2 separate regions of the Muntiacus reevesi genome follow, and region 1 is linked to region 2. The links are chromatin contacts, called in public Hi-C maps. All regions are on one chromosome and are shown on one strand. The core of a region is the stretch at or near the end of the contact, and the rest is flanking DNA. Distances in the headings are between cores, read along the strand shown.

Region 1 (6,536 bases), core at 826-3,325, 280 kb before region 2:
TCAACAATAGAAAGGAAAGAACTAGGGACACATGGTACAATGCGGATGAACCTCAAAAACATTGTGCTGAGTGAAAGAGGTGAGACCAAAAGCCTACACATTGTTTCAGTCCATTTATACGAAATGACCAGAAAAGGCAAATCTACAGCAACAGGTAACAGATTGTCTGGGGTTAGGAGTTGGAATAAGGATTGATTATAAATGGGCATAATGGATTTTTTTAGGGTGGTCAAAATCTTCTAAAACTGGACTGTGGTGATGGTTGTACAATGTTAGTCTCTGCTCTTTTCATTTAGGGACCCAAAATGAAAGATATTCCATCACAACACATGCTTCCAGGATCACCACAGCAAGCAGGAGGGGATGTGCAACTGCCTCTTAAAGATTTTCCTAGAAAGTGATTGATTTTCTCTTTCATTTTATTGATGAAAATGAGTTACACAGCCATACCTAACTCTAGGTGCAATAAAATGCAATTTTACTCTGTGTCTGGAAGAAAGGAGAACCAGAATTTTTGTCAGTAACCCGTATGACCATCAGAGAAATACATAACAATCAAGAGTACAGCTTACTCTGACTGGAGTTGTTTTGCTTTGTACTTCTGAGAGGTTCCACATTTGTTTCTTCTTAAGGTTCTAATCCATGGCACACTGCTTACTTAGCAGCAATTTCTGAGACCACAGTTACAGAAATTCTTTGCATTTTACTGTGACTCCCTCACTGCCTTCGATTCCCTGAGTACCTGGCTTCCTAAAATGAAATGATTGCACTTTTGTACTCATATGTTTACATAGGGAAAAAGAAAATTCCCCCCCCCCCAAAAAGACAGGCATCGTTGACTTCTCTAATGTAGAAAAGATCAGAACTGTGGCTAAAGAAGCTAAAAGTTAGACCAATAAGTGGAAATTATAGGAAGGCAGATTGTACATTTATAAAAGGACAGACTTTCTAATTATTAGCGTTTATGAAAACGAAATGACTGCCTCCGAGGTACTGAACCACTACAAGATGTTGAAGCTGAGGCTTGATGACCACTTGAGAGAATTGTTGAGGGGAATTTAGACCAAATGTTCTCTAAAACTGATGTTCTGTGATTAGGCTTAGCTGCACAGCAAGTATACCTTTAAAAAAAAAGTTAAACTCTATTCAACCAAAAGTGTGAAGGGGATTGAAGACAAATTTATGAGAAGGTTATCATAAAAATGAAACTTGAACGGGAGCAGATAGATTGAGCTGTTTTCTAAGACGGGAAAACATGGTACTAATTATCTCTGTGAAGTAATGAGACAAAAATTAAAAATGATTTTTTAAGTATTTTGACAGTTATAAACAAAGGTACCACATGTGGCTATTAAGAGGAGTTGGGTTTTATCTAAGTAGAAGTCACAGAGACAAGCATTCACTCTCTGTCACTTGGGACATCTGCAGCAGAATATTGGTAGGCTAAGGGTCTGCTCTAGTAGAAAAAAGTTTTATATTACCAAAATAAACCACTTAGGACGAAATTATTCTCAGATTCCACCACAATTAGTAAGGATCTGCAAAGCGGCTAAGTAGAGACACCTTTCATCGTCAGGGAAAAAAGTGTGAAAATCTCCTCCTGATAGGAAGGAATTTGGAGCTGGACAATAATCGCGGAACAAAATGTGATTCTGACGTCCCGGGCCTCCTCCCCGCTGAATGAAATTCGAACAGGCCTCAGGATGAAGGTAAGAGATTTTCTCCATAGAAAAAAAATTGGCAGGGCAAGACGTAAGGGGTACCGTGCCATTTGTCAGGAACAGAACATGCAATGTGAAAGTTGAACACAAGCTTTCCTCTGTAACAGAAACAGCCGCAGGACCGCCGGTAGACCAGAGAACACCGTTCACTATTGTGTTAGCGCCGGCGGCGGAAGGACTTAGCCCACCACAAAGTCAAAGAGTCCTTCTTTGTTCATCTCTAGCCGCGGACGCAGAGCGCGGTGTTCTTCCGCGCTCGCCCCGCAGTCCCCGCCCCCTCGCGGCTCTGGAGAGCTGCCATTCGGCACCGGAGGCGCTCCGCTCTCCCAGAATGCACCGGCAGTCCGCGGGAAACCAAAATGGCGAAGGGTTGTAGCGAAGTGGTCTGTGTTTGAGGCCGGTGTAAGAACGCTCTCTCTACCCCTCCCCAACCCTCGTCCCCAGGACCTCGGTTTGTGCGTGTGTATGTGCGGGGTGCCCGGTGGGGCGGGTGCCTAGTAAGTGCTCGGACTCGCAAGGAAAGCGCCCACGGGGTCGTGATTGGCTGTTTTTTCCTGTATGAAGCGGTTGGCACCACTGAAGTGACCGAATGAGGTGAGAGACCTTGGCCTGGGAACCAGGCTCTTCCGGAGGAGGTGGAGGGGGTGGGGAGGAGGAAGAAAGGAAGCAAAAGGGAAAGATGGAGGCTCAAAGTGGGGGTGGGGGCTCCAGTATGTGTATGGGGGTGCCTTGAAAAGAATGGATGGAAAGGGGTAGTCATTTGGGTATTGGAGAAAATAGGGACTAAAGGAGCGAGCAGGGCATTGGGGGAAGTCGGTTGGAGGAACAAGATGAAACATTGAGACGGGGAAGCTGTGTTTGGAGGGGCAGGAAGGAACCTGGGGGCGGGAGACGGTTGGAGGGGCAGGATGAACCTGGTGATGAGGGGGTGGGGAACCAAGGGGAGGAGCCGTTAGGAAATGGGGACTGAGGGAGATGTGGGGACCAGAGTGAAGGGGTGGTCTGGGACCTTAGAGGGCGCAAAGGGAGGTAGCCGCTTGAAACCGGAGGGTGGTGAAATTGTATGGAATTGGAGTCTGGGGATAGAGTAGAAGAGCAGGATGGAGTGTGAGGTTAAGGGGAACACTAAGTAGAGCCTGAGAGCAAAGCCTGCAAACTTAAAGGGAAGAAGTGGAAGGAAAAGTGTGAGATGGGCGAGAGGTACCTTATATTCGGAGCCCACCAAAAATCTGAGGCAGTTCTTCTGTTTAATTAAATCTAACTCTTAATGCCTACTCGGATGTAGATGTGTATTGTTGTATTCACTTTACAACTGAGGTAATTACGGCTTAAGAGATTTTAACTAATTTGCCAAGACTTCTTAACATGTTTTAGTAGTGCCAGGACTCTTTACTGTGTGTTTTACAATCTGGCGTCCTTGGTTGTTCGAATTTTTCTTTGGAAGCAACTAAAGGGAACAGATGAGATGGATTTATCGGGGTGTTTTGACGAACTGTAAGGGTTCGTGAACAATGGGAAAAGGGGTATGAAATGCTATTCTGTTCTTTAAAACATTTAACTTTGGTTGAAGATAGAATCCATTTACTAATTCAAATATAGAAACCTAGGTAGGCCTATGTATAACGTAAGAAAGCACCATGTGAGGTCAGTATAGAACTAGAAATATGTATATAGTGCCTGATTTGACTCCAGATGCTCCGGTAGCAGTAACTTTCTCCTTCAGATTGATTCCAGGTGACCGACCCTTCTGTACACCTTCGGTGTAGGCTGGTTTCAGTTTCCATGTTTTCATTCTCGAGAATTTCTTTCTTTGGCAATGGATTGCAAAGACAGTGCATTTAGAAGTATTTAGTGTGAAATAAATAAAGTGTACGTCGGTTATTGAGTGACCTTTATGGAGGTTTGAAATGCTTTAAATGGAACCGTTTTGACTAAGCTTTAAGAGCCCAGTAGTTTTGGCAAGGAAAGAGCTGATTTTAAACTTCTGTTATATTTTTGAGGCTTCCCTGGGAGCTCAGCTGGTAAAGAATCCGCCTGCAATGCGGGAGCCCCCGGTTCGATCCTTTGATATTTGGAATGTTTTTCACCCTCCAAACGTTTGTAGTGATAACTTGGGAAGGGACTATAAGGTGAAGCTTTTTGTTTTTGTTTTTTTTTTAGGTTTCTAAATATAAAAATCTATTTGAATTCACATTTAAAATTTGTTCACCTCCATTTTTTTTAAGTGCTAAAAATATTTTAAAATATTTGAATTAAGAGTGCACCTGTTTCCTGATACTGCACATTGATGTCAGTGGACATTAACGAAATCTTCACCTACCGGGATGAAGCGTACTCACAGTTTTAGAAGTAGAAGTATAGAAATCATCTGGCCAAACATTATATCTAGATGAAACAAAGTTTATTTAATTATGCTTTTAATTATGCCTGTTACCTCAGAACTCAAATTAGGAAATTAATTTTATTCTGTGTATTTTTCTATGGGTCATAAACTCTTTGATGTCATGGATTATAAATAGACCTTTTCATTAGATCTTTGACTGAAAGGATACTTTGCTTTATATTTCAGCATAATCTTTACATCTGACTTTAGGAAACTGGCAGTATAGTGATAATCTAGTTTAATAGATGGGGAAATTTGCCTCTGAGCAGTTGCCAAGGCCAACATCTATAGCTTGGTCATTCTGAAAGTAAAATTTAACTGTAGCTTTTTTTAGTCGAAACTTCCATGAATGATATTTCTTTGTTGATATATTATGCTTTGTTTTCCCTGTTCGTCAAGATTTGTTTCGTGTGTGTGTGTGTGTGTGTGTGTGTGTGTGTGTGTGTGTGTGTGTTAAGTTGTTTCAGTCCTGCCCGAATCTTTGCGACCATGTGGACTGGAGCCTGCCGGGCTCCTCTGTCCGTGGGATTCTCCAGGCAAGAACGCAGGAGTGAACTGCTGTGTTCTCTTCCTGGGGCTCTTCCTGACCCAGGGATCTGACCCTCATCTTTTACATCTTCTGCATTGGCAGTCGGGTTCTTTACCACTAGTGCCACCTGGGAAGCTCAAAATACAGCATCACAACCCTAAATTGGACTATGATAGTTTCTCTGTGGATGTTTTTTAATGTGTTTCAGTAGTGTTCTCCAGTGGAACTTTCTGCAGTGATGGCAGCTGTCTATATCTGCTGTGTCCAGTATGGTAGCCATAGGCCCATTGGTGTTGAACACCAGAAATGTAACTGGTGAGGCTGATAATTGAATTTATAATTTAGTATACTTCATTTAAACTAAAATTAAAGTGGCCATATGTGACTGCTGTATGGGACAGCACAGTATTATTGCATCGGTTTATTAGGAATTGTCACACCCATTAACCATGGAAACCACAGGAACCCAAGGGTAAGGAACTATCTTTGAACTGAGGGGATTCACATTCTCTTTATACCTTTTTAAGGTGAAGTAATCTTCACTTTGCACATACCATGTCTTCTGTCATTTATCTGTTTTCACATAACATTGGAAAAGCACAATGAAGGTAGCAATGTCTCTTGTTTTTTTTAAGATACAAGATTCTTTTTCTTTTGTCAAAAACAACAGAAATGGATTTTAGGAAAATTAGTTTACTTTGCTATTTAAAATAATTTGTTATTTTTACACATAAAATTTCAAACACATAAAGTGAACAGAAGTATAATGAGCTTTTTGATAGCAAATTTGTACTTACTGAAATGCAGATATTAACTCTACACTTTAATAGCTTGAGATATAATGCATGTTTTTTTATATATATACACACACCTGGAAGCTTCCCAGGTGGGGTAGCGGTAGAAAACATGCTTGCTCATGTAGGAGACATAGGAGACGTGGGTTCATCCCTGGGTTGGGAAGATTACTTGGAGGAGGGCATGGCAACAAGAATCCATAGGATTCTCCATCCCATGGACAGAGAAACCTGGCGGGCTACAATCTATAGAGTTGCAAAGAGTCAGACATGCCTGAAGTGTCTTAGCGGGCAGGCACTCAGTCATAAGGGAGAGGCAGCATTTTGGGCTTCTCTGGTGGCTCAGTGGTAAAAAGTCCACCTGCAGTGCAGGAACCTCAGGAGGTGTGGGTTTGGTACTTGGGTTGGAAAGATCCCCTGGAGGAAGAAAAGGCAACCCACTTCAGTATTCTTGCCTAGGAAATCGCATGGACAGAGGAGCTTGGGGGGCTAGGTCCACGGGGTTGCAAAGAGTTGGACACGACTGAAGTGACTTAGCATGCACGCATACATAATTCACATGTATGTACCCTTTTACAATTCAGTGATTTTTAGTATATTGAGTTGTGCAGCCGTCACCATTATCTAATTTCAGAACGTTTTCCTTACCCCAAAATGAAAGTCTGTATTCATTACTAGTCACTCTTTATTCTTCCCTGCCCCTATCCTGGACAACCACTAATCTTTCTGTGTTTGTATTTTGCCTATCTTGAATATTTCATATGAGTGGAATCATACATTTTTGGGGCCTTTTGCGTTTGGCTACTTTTCACCCATTATGATGTTTTTAAGGTATATCCATGTTGTAGCACTTGTAGTAAGTACTTCCTTTTTATGGTTAAAATATATTTCATTGTATGGACATACTACAGTTTATTTATTCATTCATCAGTTCGTTGACATTGTTTTAGCCCCACTTTTTGGCTATTAATGAATAATGCTACCATACACATACATATGCAGGGTTTGTATAGACATGTACTTCCATTTCTTTTAGGTACTTCCATTTCTATGAGTGGACTTACTGGGTCAGATGACCTCTGTTTTGAGGAGCTGCCAAACCATTTTCC
Region 2 (5,902 bases), core at 1,823-4,322:
ATCACATCCACCTCCATTTCCTTAAAGTCTTACTTTGCTTGTATTGTCAATCTACACCTCTTTTCCTTTGAACTACATGTTATGTGTCTCCTAGCCTTTGCAATTTTTTCTTGACCCTGCTTCTTCCTCAAGTGTCACTCCATTGCCCCTTTCCCTTCACCACCCAACTTTTGGAAAGTGTGTTCTGTGCTCCTTGCTCTTTTCCGCATTCCTCTCCTTAACTGTTTGCATGTTGACTTCTACTTTGTCCTATTGACCTTTTACTTCAGTGATTGATCCCCTTCCAACAATGCTTCTCTGTGGCATCTCACACCCTTCCAACTTAAGCCTGCACACCTAGAGGAACCAACAAGAAAAACCACCACAATGATAAACCCCACACACAACTAGAGAGTAGCCCCGACTCTGGACAACTAAAGAAATCCCACCAGCAACAAAGACCCAAGGCTGCTAAAAATAAAGAGCATCGCAACCCACTCCAGTGTTCTTGCCTGGAGAATCCCACAGACAGAGAAGACTGGCAGGTGGCAGTCCATAGGGTTGCACAGAATCGGACTTGATTGAAGTGACAGCACACACTCGCGCAAACATGAACAAAAAAATTCCCCTCGTGGCTTCCTTTGCACTGTACCTTCTTGGTTTCTAACAAGTCTCCCCTGACATACTTTCTTCTTTTTGTCTTTGGACTTCTTTTCTACTCTACTATCCTTAAAGGTCCTCATTCACCTCCAGAGTTAACAAATATTTACCAAGTGCCTATTATGTAGCAGGATCTGTGAGGCCCCAGGGATAGAGGGATGAACAAACCAGAAGCTCACTGCATCTGTAGTACTTCCTTTTGTAATTTTTTAAAATTATTATTTATTTTTGGCTATGCTGGGTCTTCCAGGGAGTGGACTTTCTCTAGTTGTGGTGGTGGTGGGGGTACTCTTCATAGCAAGCTGGACCCTTTCGAGTTGTGAAGAACAAAAATTGGATTTCCAGAAGAGTATTATGAAGTTACGTAGGAAACAAACAAGCATGTAGAAAGGAAACAAGATATATAGGAAGGAAACTCTTTCATAGGCCTACATCTGAGCCAACAGTTTCACATTCCTATTTTGAAGAAAAAGTTTAAAATATTTTATCAAAGACATTTTATTTTGACTAAACTTAGTAATGCTAAGAAACAAATGTCTACACTGCAGAAATTAAAGAACCTGCAAGTGTACTGGAGAAAAGGCTAAAAAAAAAAAAAAAAAAGAACAAGTAAGTATGGTTTCCTCAAGATGCCACATCTAGGGTCGTACACCGAAATACAAAACTTTAAGAAAACATTTCAAACAAGCCAGTTGCTGCCAAAGTATGTACAACAACTGTATATGATTAACTAAAGTGCCTAAACTGATTTAAACGTGATCTCTTTTACTTTTGAGAAATTGCAACAGTCTATTTATAACACAGCCTCTTCTTCAGAAAGACAAACTTACTTTATAGCAAACTTACTTAAAAAAAAAAATGCAATTTTTGTAAAGAACTTGTCACACATTTGCTTCCCTGGAAAGGAGAGAAAATCAGTTTCTGAATACACTTTAACCCACTTTCCCCCACCTTATCAGAACCAATACATCACGGAAAACGTCTAAGTTGGAACCTTGTAATTTGGCTCATTGTAGACTATGCCTCTCCACTACGTTGGATCTTATTTTTAGTTTCCAGCTTAGCTGTTAATTAGTAGTGGCTGTCACTTCTGTTTCATTTCCCATAAACCCAGAAAATGGGTGGAGGACCATAGAGAGCTTTGGCCCAAATAAAGTCTATTAGATATCATCAACAGCTTTTTCCTCCACGACGCAGACCCAGGAAAACGGAGTTTTCCTTTTCCCACATCCCATTCCCGAGCCTGGACTTCGCTCCTCTTCCTTTCAATCTCAATTCGGGCTCCTTAACGTTAGCAAAGAAAGTTCTTTGAACAAAATCCAGCGCTCCTTTGTCTACAAACGTGGCTGAGAAAGGGTTCCGAGGCTTCAGCTGGCTGAGAGAAGGTAGTGGCAGCGATCCACCCTAGCCAGTACACCCACCCACTTCAACCCATCACAACCCGCGTCTGGTGCCGAAGCCCTGGCGCGTGCTCGGGTGTCTTCGGTACCGCGAGGCGTGCGCTCGCCCGGTTACTATCCCTGGGAAGGGGCGGGATCCCAGAACGCGTGCCGGGACTGCGGCAGGCGGAAGCTGCTGGCGGAGAAGACGGGCGGTTCCCGCCGGCGAGGGTGGGGGAAGGGCGGCCGCCACACCCGGAAGTTGGTCTGGAAGTGGGGTGGGGGGGTAACGTGTGGGGGCGAGGCTTCCGGTAGCGCAAAGGGTATCGGGAGAGGCTTCCAGTAAACCTTCTTCTCTGGCCTCTGGAGGGACCACCGTTGGGGTGGCTTCGGCTTCCACGATCTGCGTTCGGGCTAAACGGTCACAGTAGACGCCGCCGCCGGCCCCCTTGTGCCTGGTTCTGTTTGTATTCGTTCCCAGGAGACCGTCCCGGTTCCGGCAGCGGCTGCGGCCGACATGTTGTGAGGCGGCGGCGCGGGTGTCTGAAGGATGGTTTGGCCGAGGCGGGGGCATCGGCTGCTGGCGGCGGCGGCAGCAGCGGGGGCTCCGGTTCTGTAGAGCCTTGCCCACTGAGTGTCCGCCCTGTTCCGCGGCCAGACCAGTGCCCCCGGACCTTGCCTCTGCTCCGCGCCGTTGGGGAACGGTTAGACGACAGCGCACGCCCCTCTGAGGAGACACGAAGGGGGTTCTCCAGTGCTCAGATTCCGGACCACCTTGCCTTCCCCTCTCCGACGTGGGCAGTGCTGTCCCCAGAATCCTCAGCACCACCCCCCCCCCCCCGCCCCCGCCACTCCAACTTTGCTCCCAACCTCGGCTTAAATCTTTCACATACACGGGTGTTCCCCTCTCTCTCCAGCCACCCCTGGCCCCTTAATTTTCTGCACGCTCATCTCAGAGGGACTCCTGGATCGCTCTCCGAGGGCGGCCTTTTGAAAAATCGTCGTGGACCAGAGTTGAGTTTTTAAAAGTCGGGGCGCGAGAGAGAAGGTGCGATGGCTTCCTCATCTGGGAACGATGATGATCTCACTATACCCAGGGCTGCTATCAATAAGATGATCAAAGAGACTCTCCCCAATGTCCGGGTGGCTAACGATGCCCGGGAGCTGGTGGTGAACTGCTGCACTGAATTCATTCACCTTATATCTTCTGAAGCCAATGAGATTTGCAACAAATCGGAAAAGAAAACCATCTCGCCAGAGCACGTCATACAAGGTAAGTGGTATTTGTGGGATTTTGTTTCAAAGAGGGGCCGGGGACAGCCTGCTGGTCGCGTGACGCGTTCATGTCAAAGCCTTCAGTTCTGTCTCCTGGTTAGTACTGGTAACTGAAAAGCCATTGCGGGCATGGAGGCAGCTGGTGCCTTCAGACCTCTCTGTAGTATTCTCGTGGTCCTTTTCAAACAGCAAATGCAGGTGAGAGCTGCAGGCGATTAAGTCGGCTAACATCCCCCCACAGAAAGTAGTAGTAGCGGCCTCAGCTTACAGCCAGGTAAACCTAAAAGAACTTTGCCTGCCTAAAGTGAAACCTGGATCATGACAACTGAGAGAGGAAGCCAGAAGTTCTTGGAGAATTAGAATTCAGACAGGAAGTTCAAGCTTGAGTGGAGAGGACACCCCTTTCCCACCCGACCTTTTTCACCAGTGTAGAAGAAAAGATCAATTTTCAGAACATGAGTAAAAATATTCTTAACGTGAATGTTCACAATTGTAAAGTTTATTAGTGTTGACTGGAGTATATTTTCTGCTTTAAAAACGGTTTCATGGGCCTCCCTGGTGGCTCAGATGGTAGAGTCTGCCTGCAGTGTGGGAGATCCAGGTTCGATCCCTGGGTAAGGAAGTCCCCTGGAGGAGGAAATGGCAACCCACTCCAGTACTCTTGCCTGGAAAATCCCATGGATAGAGGAGCCTGGCGGGCTGCAGTCCATGAGTTCGCAGAGTCGGACACGACTGAACGACTTCACACACACCGTTCATCAACAAGTTGCCAAAGCACTCCAGTTCTATTCTGTGAGAAAGAGGCAGTCAGTGTTCTTTAACCTTCCTTCCTTCCTTTCTTCCTTCCTTCCATAGCTTGCATTGTTCCTTGGAGGTAGATTTTTAAAGCTTGGGTTTAAAGATCGTGAGATTTTTTTTTCTTGGAACTTTTCCCTTTTGTTTCCTGCTGTCGTCCCCGTGTAGATGTATACACTTAAGCGTTTATTGAACAGCACTTATGAAAGTTTAAGTTTCTCCTCTTATATATTGGAAAGGATTTAGTTCAGTTAATAGGGCTTTGGGGGACCATATTCTGATGGTGTGTTTCAGGAATGGGGAGACATTTACTAGTCATTTTTGGGAAGCACTTTCTGTGACTGGTACATATAATCTTATGGGAAGGTTGTGGTCAATTTTGAAGTGATAGCTTACCTTTTATAATAACCCAATTAAAATTCTAACAATTTCTGGATCGCTTTTGAAGTTAGAAAAAAAAATTCATTGTTAATTTAATTTTGGTAGGCAGACAGTTATCTACCATTTTATTGTTACAGTTTAACTTTTTAAAAGGTGACTTTCCTGTTATTCTGAAGTAGAGGACACATCAGCTCATATTCACCATATACAGTATTTTATGGTAGTTATTGACCGAAGCATTTTGTCATTTCATTTTTTAAATGACTTCTGTAATTTCATTTTTGATTCTTAATGATATATAAAACATACTCTGACATTTCCATTTCAGTATATAAGGAGAAAAATCCCTAGGAAAAGGTATATTTGACTTTAAAGCTAGTATTCTATTTGTTTAGAGTACTCTGGCAAGTAAAATGAAAGCCAAGTCGTCTATTTTTTGTCTTGTGTTTTTATTTTTACATTATATGTGCAATTGTCATAAATCTTTCATAAGATTGTCCAACACAAATAGCTGTAATTTCCTTTTATAACTCATACAAGAGAAAATGGATGTTTTATCAACATTGCCTTTCTAATGAAAATTGCAAAAGATTTCAAAAGGATCTGCTTAAACATTTGTTTACACCACGGAAGTGGGGATCTTTCAAAAAATCTAATAACGCCTTACAATCTGTCTTCTTGGGTAGAGTTTATTCTTTTCTAGGATATATTTAGATTTCTGATTGACATGATGGAAGAAACCTGCAGCTGTAGCTAGCAGTATGCTAGCTAAATAGCTCAACTTTGGAATAAGCTAAATTCAGTTTAACATATGAGTGAGAAAATTCCAGTGAAAGCATTTTCCTTATGTACTGAGGATGATTTATTAATTAAAAAAAAATAATGACCTGTTACAGCATTATAAAATTACTTTTGTTTTCTTGTAACATTGCTGTTCTTAAGTGTTAGATAAGGATGTACATTTTAACCCCAAATTCTCCCAAGTTAGAGGGATAGACTTTATATATTTATAATCTCATATTGCTTAATCATTTAAAGAAATTTTTGTCTTGCGTGATTAAAATTTTTTAAAAGAAATCCTTGAGGTGTGTATTTTTTTAGGTGTTTAAAGTGTAATTTTATAGACTAACTCTGGAAAGCTGATTATGACATTTTTTTATGCTGTTCTGTCAATTTGATTATTTAGGAATGTAAGATATATCCAAGTGGAATAATGTACATTTTAAAGTGGTTTGATTCTAACATATTTAAGTTTGGAATTTTTTAGTAATACATTTAATGAACTAGACTTTGCTTCAGGACATTTCAGTTGCCACTTTGCTTTGCCTTCTCAGAGCAAATTAAGCATTGGAGGCAGTTTTGTAAAATGCAAGCTAAAGTTGAACAAATTTTATTGCCAGTAAATCTGAAATTATATAACCTAGTTAAAATTT

Evidence for each region. A called contact is a pair of places that touch in the nucleus more often than the background predicts.
Region 1: a Hi-C map of muscle shows a contact between it and region 2, with 4 times the contacts expected there. The contact joins the promoter of MTF2 here to the promoter of DR1 in region 2. A contact is called at or near these places in 2 of 3 Hi-C or Micro-C datasets (blood and muscle).

The regions. Positions count from the first base shown.
Region 1 is chr1:111,323,223-111,329,758 of mMunRee1.1, reverse strand. It overlaps MTF2 (metal response element binding transcription factor 2), which reads left to right and starts at 2,075. Exons shown (of 16, transcript XM_065908701.1): 1 at 2,075-2,315. The coding sequence starts at 2,311.
Region 2 is chr1:111,048,663-111,054,564 of mMunRee1.1, reverse strand. It overlaps DR1 (down-regulator of transcription 1), which reads left to right and starts at 3,072. Exons shown (of 3, transcript XM_065908468.1): 1 at 3,072-3,291. The coding sequence starts at 3,072. It overlaps LOC136163379 (a long non-coding RNA gene), which reads right to left and starts at 2,245. Exons shown (of 5, transcript XR_010662237.1): 1 at 2,061-2,245.